Linked DNA regions of Mus musculus: regions 1, 2, 4, 5 and 6 are each linked to region 3. Evidence: chromatin contacts called from public ChIA-PET and promoter capture Hi-C data. All regions are on one chromosome and are shown on one strand. The core of a region is the stretch at or near the end of the contact, and the rest is flanking DNA. Distances in the headings are between cores, read along the strand shown. Region 1 holds the start of Gpkow (G patch domain and KOW motifs). Region 2 holds the start of Ccdc120 (coiled-coil domain containing 120). Region 3 holds the start of Pim2 (proviral integration site 2). Region 4 holds the start of Was (Wiskott-Aldrich syndrome). Region 5 holds the start of Glod5 (glyoxalase domain containing 5). Region 6 holds the start of Wdr45 (WD repeat domain 45).

Region 1 (2,794 bases), core at 203-2,702, 180 kb before region 3:
GTGGTTGCTGGGATTTGAACTCAGGACCTTCAGAAGAGCAGTCAGTGCTTTTAACTGCTGAGCCATCTCTCCAGCACTATGGATATTTTTCTATTGCATTCTCTACGTATATTAGTCAAGGTTTTATTGCTTCAATGAAACACCATAACCAAAAAGCAAGTTGGGGAGGAAAAGGTTTTATTTGGCTTACACTTTCACATCACTGTTCATCATTGAAGGACAAGAACTCAAACACGGCAGGAACCTGGATGGGTACTGCTTACTGGCTTGCTCCCTGTGGCATGCTCAACCTGCTTTGTTACAGCACCCAGGACCACCAGCCCAGGGATAACACCACCCAAATGGGCTAGGCCCTCCTCTATTAATCACTAATTGAGAAAATGCCCTATAGCTGGATTTTATAGAAGCATTTCCTCGGGGCTGGCAAGATGGTTCAGTGGTTAAAAGCATTGACTACTCTTCCAAATGGGTCCTGAGTTCAAATCCCAGGAACCACATGGTGGCTCACAACCATCTATAATGAAATCTGACTCCCTCTTCTGGAGTGTCTGAAAACAGCTACAGATAATAATAGATAAATAAATCTTTTTTTAAAAAAAAGCATTTCCTCAACTGAGACTCCTTCCTCTCTGACTACTCCAGCTTGTCTCAAGTTGACACACAAAACCAGCCACTGCACAGTTATTCACTTTACATATAATTAGATAAAATTTGTTTTCATATTTTATTCATTTGTTCATGTTTACATGTATATGTGTTCATGCATAGCATGGCACTTGTGGTGCCGTCAGAGGCAACTAGTGGCTAACTCTATCTTTTTACTATGTAGGATCTTCAAGAACTCAGGTCTTCAGCTTTTGTAGCAGACACTATTACCCATTAAGTCATCTTGTGTAAATGAAACTTTTTTTTTTGGGGGGGGGGGTTCGAGACAAGGTCTCTCTGTGTACCCCTGGCTGTCCTGAACGCCTGCCTCTGCCTCCCAAGTGCTGGGATTAAAGGTGTGCGCCACCACTGCCCGGCAGTAAATGTAACTTTTATTTGCCTGATGTAATTGTTGTCTCCATGGTTTACTGCTTTCATCTGCTAAAGTAGACCTAGCCCTGGAAGCCTCCAGCCTCTATCAGTAAGGTTCACATTGTGGAAGCACATTATGAGTTTTATTTATTTTGTTTTGTGTATATAAACATTTTGCCTGAATTTATGTTCGTGCATCACATGCGTGCATGGTGCCTGAGGATGTCGGGAAAGGGTATAGGATACTCTAGAACTGAATTCATAGCGGTTGAATACCGAGGAATAACCTAATCAATCTTCCACAGCGGCTATACCACTGAGAACTACATTTCCCAGGATGCCGTATGGCACGTTCCTATGACGTTTCAAAGAGTTTCTGCGCCCTGATTCCTGTTTCCCACGGCTACAAGGCACTTGTCTTTGAGGCGTTGCATGCTGGGATTGATTCTTACGTTTCCCGGCCAGCCCCTCACGGCTCGAGCTAAACTTCCCAGCAAGCGGAGCGCTCGCCTGTGACTCGAGCGAAGATGGCGGGCCGTGAGAGTCCGCCGCCGTCTGCCCCGTCAATGGCTCCAATTTCTTTCGGGTTCACTCGCACGTCTGTCCGGAGGCGACTGGCAGACCTCGGAGATAGCGAAAGACAGGCCCCAGAGGAGAAAGATTTCTTGGCGACCGTGGAAGGGAGGAAGCTGCAGAGGTGAAACGCCGGGTCTTTCGCGTTTTGGAAATCTGTGAAATGGGCTTAAGCAGGAGGGCAGAGTAAGAGTTGTTTGTCCTGGTGACAGTGGCCTGGAAAGCCTGAAACACTGCCTCGGGAAATTTATGGAGGTAACCAGGAGTGGCGGCAAACGCCTATAAGTCAGGACCTGGGAGGCTGGCGCAGGAGGATCAGGAATTGAACGCTAGCCTGGGCAACTAAAAAACAAACAGGAAGAACATAAGAATGTAAGGGCAAGAAGAGGGAGGTTTGTTAGGTGGGTGAAATGGGGCCTGAGAACCAGAGGTATAGATTCCTCAGAAAAAATGTCGTTGGGACTTGAGTATGTGTGCCTTTTGAGAAAGGGAAAGGAGGGAAAAATGACAGGATTCTTCCTGTCTCAGCTGAAATTGTGGGAGCTTCTCCGATTTGGAGAACTAGGCAAATTCAAGTCTGGGGAGGCCATCAGCAGTATAATTAAGTAAGAAACAAAGGTCCGAAAGGCCTAAGTGGGGGACTTGTAAAAGGCAGCTTGCCGGCCCGGAACCGGGAAGAATCTGGACTAAAGATGGTGATTTTTAGGCCATTGTGGTTGAAGGCCTAAGGCTGATTCCCACAAGACATACTTAAAGAGATCCATGGTTGTAATTCCAGCACTAGGGGATTGCACCAGGCTGACTGAGAGTTTATAAGACCAGCCTGAGCTAAATCGTGAGATGTCTCAAAAAAAAAAAAAAAAAAAAAAAAACGAGTGGACCTGTGAATAGTAACCTGTGAACATGGTCCATAGGACTGGGCATTGATCTTTCTTTCTTTCTTTCTGGCCATTGAAATTGATTTTCTTTGTTTCCTAACCTCCTTTCTATCTTGATATTTATACTTTCTTTCTTTGGAGGGGGCGTCAAGACAGGGTTCCTCTGCATCCTGGCTGTCCTGGAACTCACCCTGTAGATCGGGCAGGCCTTGAACTCAGAGATCCTCCTGCTTCTGCCTCCTGAGTGCTGCTGGAATTAAAGTCATGCGTCACCACTGCCGGCCTGATATTTCTGCTTTGTGACATGTCTACTTTCCCAACCTTTT
Region 2 (2,833 bases), core at 156-2,655, 140 kb before region 3:
GTTTGTACACTGCAGGGGGTCTCACAAGCCCACCCATCTGAGGTCCAGCACTTTCGGCATGGTAGGGTGTCTTTAGTGTCCCACCTCAGCCTCCTCGGTCCCTCAGCCCCCGAAACTTCTACTTTCCCAGGACCCATTTTAATTCGGAAAACTTTCACAAGGCTTGCCTGAACCCTTCTCCACCCCAACAGAAAGCTAACTCCTCCCACCTTGGGTCCATTTACCCGTTCACCAACATTGTCTCATGTTTCACATCAGAGGGCCTCCGTCCTTCCTTCTTTAGAAAATTAGAGTATCCCGGAGTCGACACAGGGTCCAGTCAGGAACCCCGACTCCACCCCATCAGTCTGACCTCAGGGACATAGTTATGGCATGAGTCATTGGGTCACTAGGCAGGCTAGACATGGATCAACGCCCCACACCTCCATACCTGACTCAGGAACCTTTGCTTCTACTCTTCCATGTTCTGTACACTTGGAACTTCAGACTGCCTGACATCAGACAGAGATAGTAAGAAGGCAATCTACCACATTCCAGCATCACTACCATGCCCTCATATGAACCTCTGAGACCCTCCTGCCCACACCAGAGCTTTGCCTTGTCATTCTGTGGTCCTGTTACGGGCTTAGGTTGCAGCAAGCGAGCTACAGAGGGCACATGCGGGGAAACACACACACACAGAGGCAGGCCCAGCAGGTTTTTCAGGTCTGCCCTTCTGACACCACGGCTGAGAAAAATTCCTGGCTGTAATGACTGTTTACAACCAAGATACTTCACCTGGGTGGCACTCCAACACTGTCAATGAGAGCCCCATTTCCACATCCTGCCACCACTTGAGCAAATGCACACAGAGTCTGGACCTGATCCCCATTGCTCCCCCAAACATACAGCACACCCCCTTCAATTACTCTGGCTGAACAAACAAACAGAGGGACAAGCAGATACAGATGCCTGAACAACAGTGGTATCTAATCGGTTCAGCTCGTCTTCTCTGAGGCACTAGTCCTGATAAAAAGGGGGAGAGGGGCCGAGAAGAGAAGGCTGAGTCTCTGCCCCGTCCTTCCTCCTCCATTTTCCAACCAAGAATTATTTTGATATCAAGAAAGGAAAATGGACACGTGAGGCTTTGCCCTGGTCCCCTGATCCTCCCATACTGAACACCACCCCTCCTATCGCTACCCTATATTCTCAGGGTCCTCCTTCCTCAGATCTGGATCTCTAGAAGGGAACTTCCTCAGTTCCTGTGCCATTACCCTATCTCACGGCCCTGCCCCATTGCTCGCTGGTACTCACCAATGCCCTAGTGCTGGATGGCAGCCTCAAATATTTCCAAAAGAACAGTTGTCTCGTCCAGGCCCTAGCTTTCCTGGCAGTACAAGTGAACAGCAGTGACTGCTGTCTTGGCTACCTCCCACTAGGTAAAGGCCCAACCTACCTGGACAGGATGGGGTTGGCCCACACCTTTTAACCCTTACCTGCCCGCTTCCAGGGCTAGGGTCACCCCTGGGAAGGCAGTCTGGGGGACCAGGTGCCTCGGGGAGCCCAATATGGTCAAGGAGAAAGCATAGAATGCTTTCCTCACTGCGGATATCTAAGAGATAACTGGCCAATAAGCTCTAAGAATTGTGGGAGGAGCCACTGCCCAAATCCCCAGGCCACTGGAGCCTGCCTACACCCCGGGACATGGGGGCTAGGAAACTGTGAAATAGACAAACAGACATAGACATGGACACACACACACACACACACACACACACATATCTTGGATCAATTTCTCCCATAATTAGGATGATGATTTTCTAAGCTGCAGAGAGAAGTTGACCTTTCTAAGGAGAGACCAGATCTTAAGACACTCCCACCTTCTGTACTCCAGGAACAAATAAACCTAGGAAACACCATCATCTATACCCTACAACCTGAGGGGCGGCACAGAGCCAGCCTCCGCTGAGCTCTGAGCCATGGTAGAAATGGGAGGCCTGACTGAGAACATACTAATGTAAAGGCACAGGAAAGAGCCAGCTGGGGTGGGACACACCTTCCTTTAATCCCAGCACTCAGGAGGCAGAGGCAGGCAGCTCTGAGTTCGAGACCAGCCTGGTCTACAGAACTAGTTCCAGGACAGCCAGGGCTACACAGAAACAAACAAACAAAGAAACAAAAACAACCATAAGAAGGAGCAGAACCAGAGTACTAGACTGGGCCCTGCGCTAGAGGAGCCACTGGCTACTCCTGAAAGGAGAAAGAATACGAAGACTCAACTTTATCCATGTTCTCCCTGTTAACATTTCTAGCCTGGAGCGAAGCAGACAGGGAAATAAATTGAAAACTCTAAGTCCCTCTAATGCCCTTCAACACAACCCTACCTGGGCCCTAAGCTTGTCTTGGGCACATACCAAACATGCTGTACTCCAGGTAAGACAATCTATTTTGTGACCTCAGAACCCAAACCTAACCCCTATAGCAGCCGCTGCCATGTATGAACAGGGAGGGTTTTAGGGGTGTTCCCTGTTGGGGAGGAGAGCCTAGAGAAGAGTTCCCCCAGTCACATGTTATCAAGGCCTGCTGCCCCAGGTGCCCACCTTTCTTCCGGGTTATGAAATGTATGTGTGGAACACAAAGGCCCTTTCCATCTCCTTCCTCCCTTCTCCCTCCTTTGGACTGCTAGTGGAGGCAAGGAGCAAGCTGACATCCTCTTGGCAGCCATGGACCCCTCCCCACCCCCCTTGCAGGAGGCCACCAAGCATGTTGGGAAATGGATTTTTTTTCTTAAGTTTTTGTTTTTCAAGACATGGTTTCTCTGTGGAACAGAGCCCTGGCTGTCCTGGACTTTTTT
Region 3 (2,997 bases), core at 436-2,935:
TACTTATCTTGTTTGTGTGTGTCTTAAGATCTCCCCTCCACTAAAGCCTGTCAGGATCATAGGGAGACACCTAGGGATGCTGGCTGAGTAAGGGACATTATGTGTTACCTTTTCTGCTTTGCGTGTATTGTCTGTGCCTGTGACTACATTGAGTCTTGAGTCAACCAGTTTCTCTGAATTCCAGTGTCTCTGGTTGAGTGTGGATGTGTCTGTTTCCGATGAGGCTTGTTTCCAGGTGTATCAGATGGTGACTGAGTGTGGGACTCTGCCTATGACAGTTTGTGTCTGGTATCCGAGAGAAAGAAATGCATGTTTGCGTGGGTCTCTCAGTGACAGTACATCTGTAGTTTGTCTGGATACTTTCAGTGATAAGCTGCGTGTCTGATAGTGTGTGATTGGGTCCGGCTTTTGTTGATTTGCTTATCTATGTGGTGATTTAGAGCCCAAGGATGACTACGTACCTGCTTTGGAGCAGTGCGTGTATGTGTGGAACAACTGTATATTCTTGTGACAGACTCTGGGTCTCTCATTTCTGGGGCAGCACAAATATTTCTGTGAATGTACATATCTGGTGGTGCTTGTGTGCTTGTGACAAATCTGTCAATTTCTGGTGGGGGCATATGGTATTAAGTGACCCCCGTAGGACAGTACAAGTCATATCACTGAATGTTTCTTTTCGGAACACATTTTCATGTACACCTAGGTTAGGACAAGTCTACTTGAATGTGTCTGACTATATCTTTAATGGTGGTTCTCCCGTTCTTGGTGTACGTGTGGGTATGTGAGTTCCACACACGATTGGAGGTCAGAAAGCAACTTATAGAAGTCATTTCTCCCTTTTCACCATGTGAGTCCTGAGGTCAGCAGCCTTACCTGAAGACCTTTTGCTTTTAAGACAGTCTCACTATGTTGCCCAGTCTGACCTCGCTTTCAGTTCCCAGCTCCTTTTTTACAAGGAAGTTGTAGTTCCCACAAGAACTAAGTCCTGCCATTATAGATTCAAGACCCAGACTGAGTAACAGAGCCAAGTCTAGCCAGGTTTGTATAGGATAATGGCAGCAAAAAAGCACCCTACAGGTGCCAAACTGCCATTGTTTCCTCTGCATCCCTTCCTTTTGATGACGGTAAAGAATTTTACCCTTCCCTGAAGAGTGGACCAGCTCTCCTATAAGATTACAGTTTTGGAGCAAAGGCTGCCTGATCTTGGGTGAAACACACGTGACAGGATCCTGTCTAGTTCCAGGCTCTGATTTTTAAAAGCTGGTTTGTCGTTGTCTCCTTACTGAACTCAAGGCAGCAAAGGTGATGGCGGCAGCAAACCTGCATCCTAGGAAAGGAGGCTGCGCTTTTTAAAAGTGTGTACACACCCCACCACACCAACAACCAAAACAAACGCAGTTGTCGCAAAGGAATTCCCAGAAGCGTGCATGTCTGTGTGTCCGTCTGTCTATGTGTGTGCGCGCACGCGCGCGCACCCTCCTACATTTGCATACAGGCCCTTCCTCCGCGGAAGAACCTGGCATGTATTTTGCATAAGGGGCACTTGAAACGTTGAGGGTGGCATGCAAATAAGGACTGGCTCGGATTGGCTGGGGTACAGCAGGTGCCGCGTCCGGATTGATCAAAGCCAGGTGGGCGGGTCTGTCGCGCAGGGCGACTCTCCCGGGAGGCGCGTGCCCCGGCTCAGTAGCGTTGGGGCTGGCGCGCGCGACGAATCTTAACGCTGCGCCGTCTGCAGGCGCTTCCGGGCCGCCAGATTCCCTGCCTTCCACCCTGGCGCCCCCCAGCCCTGGCTCTCCGGCCGCTCTGCCCCGGGCATCCACGCCCTGCGGGCTCAGCGGATTCAGCGGGCTCAATATACGCAGCACCTCCTCCATGTTGACCAAGCCTCTGCAGGGGCATCCTTCGCCCCCTGTGACCCCCACGCAGCCTCCAGGTGAGCGTAGCCTCCTCTGTCACAAGCAGGTTGGGTGGACTGGAATGATGGGTGCTGGTGTGGGGGCGAGTCATGGCTGGGATCAGAGTACACCGCCACCCTGACTTCCTCGCCTCCGCTTGCGTAGGAGGCAAGGATCGGGCAGCTTTCGAGGCCGAATACCGACTTGGCCCCCTCCTGGGTAAGGGAGGCTTTGGCACCGTCTTCGCGGGACACCGCGTCACGGATAGACGTCAGGTATCCCCTACAAGGGGTTCTCGGAGGGTCAGGTGTTTTGGCGAAGGGTGGTGGTGGGGTACCAGTGACTGGGATGCCAGTTGCTTCAGTGGGGAGCCTGCGTCTGCAAATGTGTAGTAGAATCATAAGGAGCAGGGTTGCTAGGAGTGTGAGTGCGCGCGTGTGTCTGCAGTCCAGGTGGGTATGGGGGTGGGCAGGATTCAGGGCAAGAATTCTAGAAGATTGGCGCTTTCTACTAGGGAGGGGGCAGATATCAGGACTGGACCCCAAGATCCATGGAATTGATGTGCGTGCGCTTGTGTGTCTGAGATGGTGGGGATGTTTTAAAAGTAGGTGTTAAGTGTGGAGTCGTGAGAACAACAATCCAGATAGAGTTGTCCTGGAGATGAGGATGATGGAGGAGGGCATGCGACGTCAAAAAAAAAAAAAAAAACAAACAAAACAAAACAAAAAGACTTGGAATTCGAATCTGGGGATATGGGTCAGTGGTAGATTATTTGTCCACCATTCACAAGCACTGAGTTCAATAACCAACATCGTGGCGGGGGGAGGGGGGAGGCATGTAGAAAGACAGTGCGAGAGAAAAAGCAAAAGGAAAAAAAAAAACTACAACTCACTCCCGTTCTGGATTTCAGGGGGTCTTGATGCTTTCTTAACGAGAGCCCAGGCGTAAATATGTTTAGGTGAACTTGCTTCTGAGGACTTAAATGCTGGGTGGGCATCTGAGCTCCGATGGATGTGATATGTATGGGAACTAGGAATACCCGGGTGGAGAGACTGGAATTGGGAAGTCTGGGATCACCTGCTGCCCCCTTATCTCAGCC
Region 4 (2,919 bases), core at 148-2,647, 210 kb after region 3:
CTGGGCTTCACTCTCATCCGCAAAGTTCAGTCCTACTTGACAGTCCTATACATGCCTTGGGGTCAGCAAACTTCTAGTACGCCCCCCACATCCCCGGGACTTTCTCATCTCCTCCCCATCCCCCCCAACTGCAGCGCAAGGATGCACAAGCTGCTCACTTACATCTCCAGCAAAAGTGTGGAAGAACGGGGTGGGAGTGAGATAAACCAGCTGAGAGTACAGCTCCTGTTCCCAGAGTAGCCGACCAGCCTGGAAAGTGGGGGGAGGTGCATGCTGAAATCCAGGCATCTTGGGTGGCAGACCACTGGAGCATGGTGTCCAGGTTTGGTGTCCCGGGGTTTTATTTAAAGCTCTTCAGCTTCAGCTCACTATCAGAGTTTGGGTTCTAGGTGTCTGAGAGTCAGACACCGATATGAGAGATATGGGTTTGGGAGCCAAAGCCTATATGTAGGAGTTGAAGGCTCCACGTTGTGAATTTAAGATTCCAGTTCTAAGAGTATTCAACATGATTTAGAACATATTTGAGGCTGAGGCTCAGGTATTTGTGGAGCAGATCTAAGTCTTGATATAAACCTTCTGAGGTCCGTCTTCTTAGACTCAGAATGAGAAAAACACAACTTGGGATCTGTATTGGTCTTTGGTTCTGGAGCTCAGGGGGTCACTGATATGAGTGAAGGCTTGGAGCTGTGGACAAAAACTGGTTTTGTAAGTTGGGAACTAGCTTTCCTGTCCAGTGGGGCATGGGGTCACCTGTAGGCCATAAAGGCGGATGAAGTAGGACTTCTGAGGGTTATCCTTCACGAAGCACACAGCCCCGCAGTGTTCCATGGTCCAGTGCTCAGCTCCAGGGGGCAGTGCCAGGTAGAGCTGAACAACTGTGGTAGCCAGTGTCTAGGAGGGGAGAGCAGGGGTCAGTGCAGTGTGCTCATGGGTCACCAGGCCTGGTCCTTGCCTGCCTGTGGCTTTCATGAGCTTGGGGAAAGAGCTGTAGCCAGGAGGAAGGGGAGTAGACATCAAGATAATGGGGAGTGAGTGAATCTGAGGAGAGGAGATGGGGAGAAGGGGGATACAGGGATGATGGGAACAAGGAGAAGGGAAATATGGGTAAGAGGAGGAAGCAGAACGGGGAAGAAGAAGTAGAGAGGAAGAAGAGGAGAGGGAGGGAGACTGGGAGGACCAGGAGATCTCCCAACTCACCCAGCATTTTCGGCCAAGAAGCTCAAAGAGTCTCTGGTTTTCATGGTCCTGGAGGAGGTTGGAAGGAATGTTCTGCTGAACGGCTGGTCCCCCTCGGCCCCCAGGCCTGCCTCCTACAGGGCCAGGGCCACTATTCATGCTGCCTTCTGCCTTAGTCCTCTCCAGCTAAGCTCTGGGTGCAGGGTAAGAAGAGGAACTTCCGCAGTGAGCAGGGGAACAGGAAGTACAATAAACCACAAGGGAAATAAGTCCTCCAGGGCCCCCCAGAGGGCCTGTTCTCCTCTCTAGGACAGGCATGGGCCCTCCTCCATTTGCGTGGCTAGATCCAAGTTTGTAATGAGCTCAGGGCATCTTCCTTTCTTCTTTCTTCCCAACGTCCTCTCCCTTTTTGTGCGGGGCCATTTCCTTCTGACAGGCTTAGATCAGCCTTGCTCTAGTCGGACACTGAGGGAGAGCTACGCCATCTGCAGAGCTTCTCCTTCAGGGTAGCTACGCAGAGAGTAGTCACAAGTCTGTGTAGCCTCCTTCCGTCTTCCAAAAGCACCGACTTGGCCTGGGGTTGAATCTAAGGCTCCAGGTGCTAAAGGGCCATTGCATTACAGCTTTTCCTTTTAAAGGCATATTGAGCCGGGCGTGGTGGCGCACACCTTTGACCCCAGCACTCAGGAGGCAGAGACAGGCAGATTTCTGAGTTCGAGGCCAGCCTGGTCTACAAAGTGAGTTCCAGGACAGCCAGGGCTATACAGAGAAACCCTGTCTCGAAAAACCAAAAAAAAAAAAAAAAAAAAAAAAAAAAAGGCATATGAACTAATCTCTAGCTTTGGACGTTGCCAATGATATAGAAGGCCATGACTCACTTCCCCATCTTTTACTCTTGCCCCCTGTAGCTCCCTAATTACTTTCTTTTTCATTTATTTATTTCATGTATGCGGGTACACTGTCGCTGTCTTCAGACACACCAGGAGAGGGCATTGGATCTTCATTACAGATGCTGTGAGCCACCATGTGGTTTCTGGGATTTGAACTCAGGACCTCTGGAAGAACAGTCAGTGCTCTTAATCACTGAGCCATCTCTCCAGACCCCAATTACTTTCTTTTGTAAAATTTATTTTTATTTTATGCGCCTTGGTGTTTTGCCTACATGTATGTCTGTGTGAGGGTGTCAGAGTTACAGACAGTCCTGAGCTGCCATGTGTGTTCTGGGATTTGAACCTATGTCCTCTGGAAGAGCAGTCAGTGCTCTTAACCACTCAACAATCTCTCTAGCCTAAACTCAGACCCCCACCCCTTTTTTGTTTTTTGTTTTTGTTTTATTTGGTTTTTGTTTTGTTTTGCTTTGCTTTGCTTTGCTTTTGTTTGTTTGTTTGTTTGTTTGTTTGTTTTGAGACACGTTTTCCCTGTGTAGAGCCCTGGCTGTCCTAAAACTCACTCTATAGACCAGGCTGGCCTTGAACTCACAGAGATCCATCTGCCTCTGCCTTCTGAGTGCTGGGATTAAAGGCCTGTATCACCATGCCTGGCCCTAATTACTTTCTTTTCAATCTCATTCGGGAAGGAAGGACTTGACAGTATAAATAAATAAATACTAAAACAACATCTTGATTGATTTTTTTATTATGTTGGGACTTTATGAAAGTAGGGAACCTTTGAAGGCTTAGTTGTCTCCACTTTTGGTGATAAGGATTGGCTCCCGGGCCTTGACCATGGTAAGTACGTGCTCTA
Region 5 (2,934 bases), core at 111-2,610, 140 kb after region 3:
GTTTCCCAAACCCTAAACCAACCAACTAACCAAAGAAGTAACTAAGGGGCATTCAGGCCCCTGGAAGAGAAAGCTGTATATTTTGTTTTAGGTTTTCCAATCCTATTTGGGGCTCCGTGTTCACAGCTTTCCCAAAGGACCAGAATTTGATTCCTAGTACTCATGCTAGGCAGCTTACAAAGGCTTGTAACCCCCGACTCCACGGGATTTGGTGCCCTCTTCTGGCCACTATAGGCAGCTGCACTAACATACACATGAATTAAAAATAGTCCTGTTGAAAATGTTTGTTGAATCTGTATGAGCGCCCTGTTTAGTTCCTGATATAACTACTTTATGCTTTTCTCCTCGTGTCTATGGTGTAAAGAGAAATTACTAGTATTTTCTGAATCTGATTGAAGCAGCAGCCCTGAACATAGCCGATTTTTATTGCACATTTGCTTTCTCTTTCCATCTCTGTGCTCATCTCTCCCCTCTTATTTATTTTAATGGTTTAAGCAAAGCTGTTCATTTCCCAGTTCCGGTCACTGACTTTCAGGATTTTCTATTTTATTTTATTATTATTTATTTATTTGATTTGTTTTTTATTTTTTTCGAGACAGCGTTTCTCTGTATAGCCCTGGCTGTCCTGGAACTCACCAGGCTGGCCTCGAACTCAGAAATCTGCCTGCCTCTGCCTCCTGAATGCTGGGATTAAAGGAGTGCACCACCACACCCAGCTAGGATTTTTTATTTTTTATTTTTACTTTTGCAATCTGCATTTCTATCTGCATGGTTCCCCCGAAGTACTGCTTTTGGGGCACCCCCAGTGCTGAGGGTCTAGAAAATAAGCTCATCCATTTCTCTGAGTAGTCAGTGCCCTGGACAGCACGGCCTCCCTCCTTTGGTCTGCTCCAGAGTCCTCTTAAAGGTTCCCTCCAGCCTTTCAGGGCCTCTGAGTCTTTTGACCAGCTTCAAGGTCATTGTTTCTCGGGGGCCCTTCTGACACAGCTCTGTCCTGAGTGCCTCATGGGCATTCTCCAGGAACCACCTTTGGGTGTCTCTACGTGTCTGAAGCTGAACTGTCTCCCCAGTGAAGCACCCAGAGAGAGCGGCCAACCCTTAAACCCGAGCCCTCCACAAGCCCAAGCAGGGCTTCTGCTGCCCTCTGGTTATCTTTAAGAAAAGCCCAAGGAAGCTAAAGCCACAAGGGTGTCCCTGAGAAGGAAAGCAAGTCAGCAGACCCAGGTTGGGTACCCCCAGCCTGGTCAATACTCATGCCCCAAAGCCTCCACGACCCCACACTTACCTGACTTTCAGATGTTGGATCACACATCTTTCCTGGTAGACTGGAAGGCAGGTAGGTTGGGGCTGAGGCTGGCTCTGTGCCTGGAGATCAAGGGGCAGGAATGGGAGGTGCTAGCTGAGGACATTGGGTGTGGACAGAGGCAGGAGGTGAAAAGCAGGAAGACTAACTGAAACTCGGGGTACAGCTTAGTGGTACAACAGTGCTGAAGAAACCCTGGGTTCTACTTCTAGCAGTGCAAAACCAAGCCAAACACTGCCAGCCTTGAGAATAAAAGTACAAATATAAGTGCTTCCTCTTTTGAGGAGCTGAGGGTCTTGATAAGTTGTTGAGATTGGTCCCTAATGGTCCTTCTCTGTCAACTGCCAGATGTGTCACGTCCTGCTAAGCAATCATCCATAAGAACACAGAAAACCAGGAAAGCACCCATCGAGAGTGTTGAGACTAGCAGTGCCCTATGAGAGAGCTCCGATCCACCTTGTAGTGTGTGACTAGGATGGAGTGTCTGAAAGAGTTGCTTGTGGGTCTGCAGCTGAGTGAGGATTCTTTTAAATGGCTATGGGTGTTTTGCCTGCTTTCATGTCTCTGCACTACATTCATGCTTTCCGATTGCAGAGGATAGAAGATGGCATTGGATATCCTGGAACTGGCCTTACAGACAACTGGTTGTACGCTAGCTACCACATGCAGATTGGGAATCAAACCTAGGTACTCCAGAAGAGCAGCAGATGCTTTTAACTGCTAAACCATCTCTCTAGTCCTGAGCTAAGATTTTTTTTTTTTTGAAAGGGGGTCTCGCTGTATTTGAAGCCTCACAATTCCTATCCACGCTTGGTCCCCTCCCCACCCCACCACTATTTGCTTCGCTTTCACAAGCTTTCTATCTATGGGTTACCTATCAGGACCAGGGTTAGGTGAGTCTGAGATTTTTGCCTCTGGGTACATACCTGGGTGCCCTGGGTGTTATTAAACATATGGTTTTCCTTTAAAAATTATTTCCAAGGCCTATAATCCTAGCTACTCAAAAGGCTGGAGCAAAAGGAGCAAAAATTTGAGGCCAGGGTACTGGCTTAAAGCTTAGGAGCTCTGGCTATGCTTCCAGAGGACCACAGTTCAATCCTCAGCCCCAACATGGTGAGGGCTATAACTCTAGTCCCTAGGAATCCAACTCCCTCTTCTGGCCTCCTCAGGCAGCGTACATCCAAGTGGTACAAAGACATACATGCTAGCAAAATATGTCTGCCCATAAAATAATGTTTTAAAAAAATTCAAGACAACCTGGGCAAATCATTAAGATCATCTCTGAAAATAAAATTTTAAAAAATTGCAGGGGTTGGGGATTTAGCTCAGTTGTAGAGCACTTGCCTAGCAAGTGCAAGGCCCTGGGTTTGGTCCTCAGCTCTGGAAAAAAAAAATGCTAGGGACATTTAGCGTTAGCAGTAGCATGTTTGCCTGGCTCCAGGTTCAATTGCCAGCACAGGGGGGCGGGGGGGGGGCAAGTTTTGTAGAGCCAGGCTGGAGCACAGATCTGCAATTCCAGCCTCCGGGAAGCCAAGGCAGAAGTGTGAGTTCCAGACCAGCCTGGGTGACAGAGTAAATTCTATAGTGAAACTCTATCTCCAAAAAGGCTGGGCATGTAGTGGAGCTCAATG
Region 6 (2,960 bases), core at 91-2,590, 160 kb before region 3:
CACATGCACCACATGTATACACACACACAGAGAAATGGAAACAGTCAAAGAAAGGGAGTGTTGGCTGTGATTATTGTTTAACACATTTGATAGGTAAGGAAGCCAGGGCTCAGTGGGATTCAGCAACTTGCCTGTGGATGCACAGCTAAAGAATGGTACAGTAGCCGGGAGGAGGGAATCTTCTAAGGATATGGGATATAGAATAGAATCATATAAAGGGATAACAGGGGAAACTACAACAGAAGGATTAAGTATGGAGGTCAGTATAGAGGAGGGACTATAGAAAGGAAGGGGTGATTAAGACTAAAGGTCTTTAGGCCAGGCTGTGGTGGCGCACACCTTTAATCCCAGCACTTGGGAGGCTGAGGCAGGTGGATTTCTGAGTTTGAGGCCAGCCTGGTCTACAGAGTGAGTTCCAGGACAGCCAGGGCTATACAGAGAAACCCTGTCTCGAAAAAAATAAAAAAAAACATAAAAATTAAAATAAGTAAAGACAGAAGCAGAGTGTTAACTATTATGGCTCTGATTATGGTAAATGCAAGGTAGTTCCCCATTCTTCTTTCCCTTTTATTGACTTTTTTTTGTAACTCAGGATGGCACAAACCCTCCGATCCTGTTTCAACAGCCAGTACTAACTCGTTTATTATTTCTCACAACTGTCGTGCATATTGCACTTATCTCAACACTCTAATATTTCCAGTGTGCAATTTGGGGCCTTTTGTGTTTCCATGTAAGCATTCTCTGTTTGTAGCTTTTGTTAAAAAAGACAGGACCTCATGTAGCCCAAGACAACCTCGACTGTCCCTCGCCAACTACTAGCACTACAGGTGTGTGAGCAATCACGCCCGGAGCACTCACATTTTACGGTAACAAAGGATCTTTTTGTAAAGAGCTAGGAATAGGGTGGGGAAAAGAAAGTAAAATTCCACTCTTATCTTTCCCCTACTCAAGCTGATCTCAACTTTCAAGATCTTTTATTCCAGCCAGGAGCACCCAGAGCCACAAGGTAAACAAACATTGATAGCCACTCTAGCCCAACTCGGAGAACTCGTTAGCCTGGGAGGTTTGCCCCTCTATCTCTCCGTGAGTTAACGAGTTCAATGCTTGGCCCGCTTCCGTTTGGGGGTGGGGGCAAGCCCTTTCCCGGGTTCCCTTAGACAGTCCTGCCTTTGGGCAGTCTTTTGTGCCTCCAGTCCCCTAATCCGCCCTCATTCTTTTTCCGGAACTTCCCTCGGAGGACTCTACTACTGCTCGGGATGCTCCACAGGTCCGCCAAGTGGGTGAGAAGAGCCCTGGCTGGAGTCTCTGCCCAGAATGAGTCACTTCCGTTCACAGACTCCCTCCTCCGGAAGTAAGACCTGATGTAAACAGCAGAGCTGGGCACCAAAGCCCGGGAGGTCAGAAATTTGTGCCGCAGGCGGCACCAACGGCTAGGGCAGGGGTCGGGGAGGGGTGATCAAGTCGGCAGAGGTGACGCGCATCTGGAGCAAGATCCAAGGGTTGGTCACGGTCATGGGTTGGGTGTTTCTACTAGAGGTCTTGACAGGTGATGGATGGCTGGGGATATGGGGGCTTGAGTCGGTGCTGTCTTGGAAAGGATCATGGCTTTTGGGAGAGGGTGAGGCGTTTCAATTAGGGTTCTTCGTTAGTGTGGGCATTTGGAGCATAGATTTAAAAAGGGCTCTTGGAAGCTAGTGCTCTCCAGAGTATGGCTCATGTAGAAGCAAGACCCAAGTTTTACGCGAGAAAAGTAGATTTGCGATCTTAGCTGATAGGTGTGCCTGAAGAGAGGTCTTGGAAGAGATGGGATTTGAAAAAAGGACGAGGTTTTTAGGGCAGGAATGTTTAGGGGAGGGAGTCAGAGCAGCAGCAGCAGCAGCATTGGTAGGTTGAGGTTTTCCTAGGCAGGATATGGGTTTTTTTTTTGGGAGGGGGTGGGGCTAGCGTGCCCTAGGGCAGAACCTTCAAGAGATAGCATGGAGACAAAAGGGACAAATTTTAGGGGGAGGGGACTCATGAGTAACATTGTGTAAGCTTAGGGGTCGTGGGTAGACAGTATAGGGAATGGAATGTGTCACATGTGAAGAATTTGGAATGTCAGAGTAATGCCTCGGGTGTGGGGTAGGGTGTGGATTGGTCTTTAGGACTTAAGTAGAGGGAGTGGAGGGGGTTCTCAGGCTTGCCTTTGCCTTGAGAGTTGGTCATATGAGAGAAGGGTTTGGGGAAAGTATGCTGCATGGGAGGATGTAAATGAGATACCCTGGAGGCGAATAAGCCTCCAGGTAAAGTTAGAAGGGCTTGAGGAGGGCAGTTCTGTGGGTGATGGGCCATTCACGGCAGTGAAGATGCAGGAAACCTTAGCTTTTTTTTTTTTTTTTTGTTTTTTTTTTTTTTTTTTTTGAAACCTTAGCTTTTGTTCCACTATTTATTGACAGGTGGAGTTGGGTGCCGGTGTGCAGATGAATAGCTTGTAGAGAGGTTTGAGGTCATATCAAACATTAGAGCTAAGAATGGCTGGGAGGGGGGAGGAGGTACCATGGGATATTCCCTACCCCATTACCCCATGCTTGGTGTTTGTGCCTGTTATGAGGCTTTTTGTCATTATGGGCCGGGATACGTTCTGCCTGTGGTCTTGGTTTAAACAGATACTCTGAGGTATCCTCCACTTGTTTTTGTTTTTTACAGTCTGGCAAAGAAAAGTATCAAAATGGGGAGGAAGCCAGGCGTGGTGGCATACGCCTATAATCCCATCCCTCAGGAAGTGGAGGCTGGAGGACTGCTGGGAATTGAAGGCCAGCCTGTGCTACATAGGGAGTACCAGGACAGCCAGGGATACATAGCAAGACCCTATCTCAAAACAAAATAGACCAAGTGGTGAGGAAGAAGAAATGATTTGGGGGACAGAAGTTGTAGGACTTCAGAGAGGACACTGGGGAACTCTTCACAATGCTGTCTTTTCT

The links. ChIA-PET counts read pairs in DNA pulled down with a chosen protein or histone mark. Capture Hi-C pulls out chosen DNA fragments and counts their contacts.
Region 1: a contact with region 3 is called in a promoter capture Hi-C map of liver. The contact joins the promoter of Gpkow here to the promoter of Pim2 in region 3. A contact is called at or near these places in 2 of 115 datasets of contacts at active chromatin or transcription factors (memory CD8 T cells and microglia) and 4 of 9 other capture datasets (adipose tissue, liver, macrophages and 1 more).
Region 2: a contact with region 3 is called in a promoter capture Hi-C map of adipose tissue. The contact joins the promoter of Ccdc120 here to the promoter of Pim2 in region 3. A contact is called at or near these places in 3 of 39 promoter capture datasets (the C10 cell line, hematopoietic stem and progenitor cells and hippocampal neurons), 12 of 484 Hi-C or Micro-C datasets (the G1E-ER4 cell line, the N1E-115 cell line, cerebral cortex and 4 more), 6 of 115 datasets of contacts at active chromatin or transcription factors (the 230-238 cell line, embryonic stem cells, extraembryonic endoderm stem cells and 2 more) and 5 of 9 other capture datasets (adipose tissue, embryonic stem cells, liver and 2 more).
Region 4: an RNA polymerase II ChIA-PET map of memory CD8 T cells shows a contact between it and region 3, with 174 read pairs. The contact joins the promoter of Was here to the promoter of Pim2 in region 3. A contact is called at or near these places in 3 of 39 promoter capture datasets (the C10 cell line, liver and neural stem cells), 1 of 484 Hi-C or Micro-C datasets (B cells), 16 of 115 datasets of contacts at active chromatin or transcription factors (the 230-238 cell line, the HPC-7 cell line, the SCID.adh cell line and 9 more) and 3 of 9 other capture datasets (adipose tissue, liver and pancreatic islet).
Region 5: a promoter capture Hi-C map of liver shows a contact between it and region 3. The contact joins the promoter of Glod5 here to the promoter of Pim2 in region 3. A contact is called at or near these places in 10 of 39 promoter capture datasets (the 3T3-L1 cell line, the C10 cell line, embryonic stem cells and 6 more), 1 of 15 datasets of contacts at CTCF or cohesin (stem cell-derived epiblast-like cells), 2 of 484 Hi-C or Micro-C datasets (embryonic fibroblasts and embryonic stem cells), 26 of 115 datasets of contacts at active chromatin or transcription factors (the 230-238 cell line, the SCID.adh cell line, effector CD8 T cells and 12 more) and 4 of 9 other capture datasets (adipose tissue, embryonic stem cells, liver and 1 more).
Region 6: a promoter capture Hi-C map of pancreatic islet shows a contact between it and region 3. The contact joins the promoter of Wdr45 here to the promoter of Pim2 in region 3. A contact is called at or near these places in 8 of 39 promoter capture datasets (the 3T3-L1 cell line, the C10 cell line, cranial neural crest and 4 more), 7 of 484 Hi-C or Micro-C datasets (B cells, the G1E-ER4 cell line, cortical neurons and 2 more), 7 of 115 datasets of contacts at active chromatin or transcription factors (effector CD8 T cells, embryonic stem cells, extraembryonic endoderm stem cells and 2 more) and 5 of 9 other capture datasets (adipose tissue, embryonic stem cells, liver and 2 more).

Annotation. Positions count from the first base shown.
Region 1 is chrX:7,695,682-7,698,475 of GRCm38.p6, forward strand. It overlaps Gpkow (G patch domain and KOW motifs), which reads left to right and starts at 1,453. Exons shown (of 11, transcript NM_173747.3): 1 at 1,453-1,714. The coding sequence starts at 1,545.
Region 2 is chrX:7,739,919-7,742,751 of GRCm38.p6, forward strand. It overlaps Ccdc120 (coiled-coil domain containing 120), which reads right to left and starts at 1,406. Exons shown (of 10, transcript NM_207202.2): 1 at 1,294-1,406.
Region 3 is chrX:7,876,621-7,879,617 of GRCm38.p6, forward strand. Pim2 (proviral integration site 2) reads left to right here and starts at 1,686. Exons shown (of 6, transcript NM_138606.2): 1 at 1,686-1,936; 2 at 2,064-2,173. The coding sequence starts at 1,699. It overlaps Otud5 (OTU domain containing 5), which reads left to right. Exons shown (of 9, transcript NM_138604.3): 9 at 1-6.
Region 4 is chrX:8,089,094-8,092,012 of GRCm38.p6, forward strand. It overlaps Was (Wiskott-Aldrich syndrome), which reads right to left and starts at 1,398. Exons shown (of 12, transcript NM_009515.2): 1 at 1,198-1,398; 2 at 751-891; 3 at 163-249; 4 at 1-45. The coding sequence starts at 1,335.
Region 5 is chrX:8,017,132-8,020,065 of GRCm38.p6, forward strand. It overlaps Glod5 (glyoxalase domain containing 5), which reads right to left and starts at 1,361. Exons shown (of 4, transcript NM_027227.2): 1 at 1,286-1,361. The coding sequence starts at 1,312. The region is part of intron 2 of Gm39488 (a long non-coding RNA gene); the gene reads left to right.
Region 6 is chrX:7,720,880-7,723,839 of GRCm38.p6, forward strand. It overlaps Wdr45 (WD repeat domain 45), which reads left to right and starts at 1,341. Exons shown (of 11, transcript NM_001290792.1): 1 at 1,341-1,499.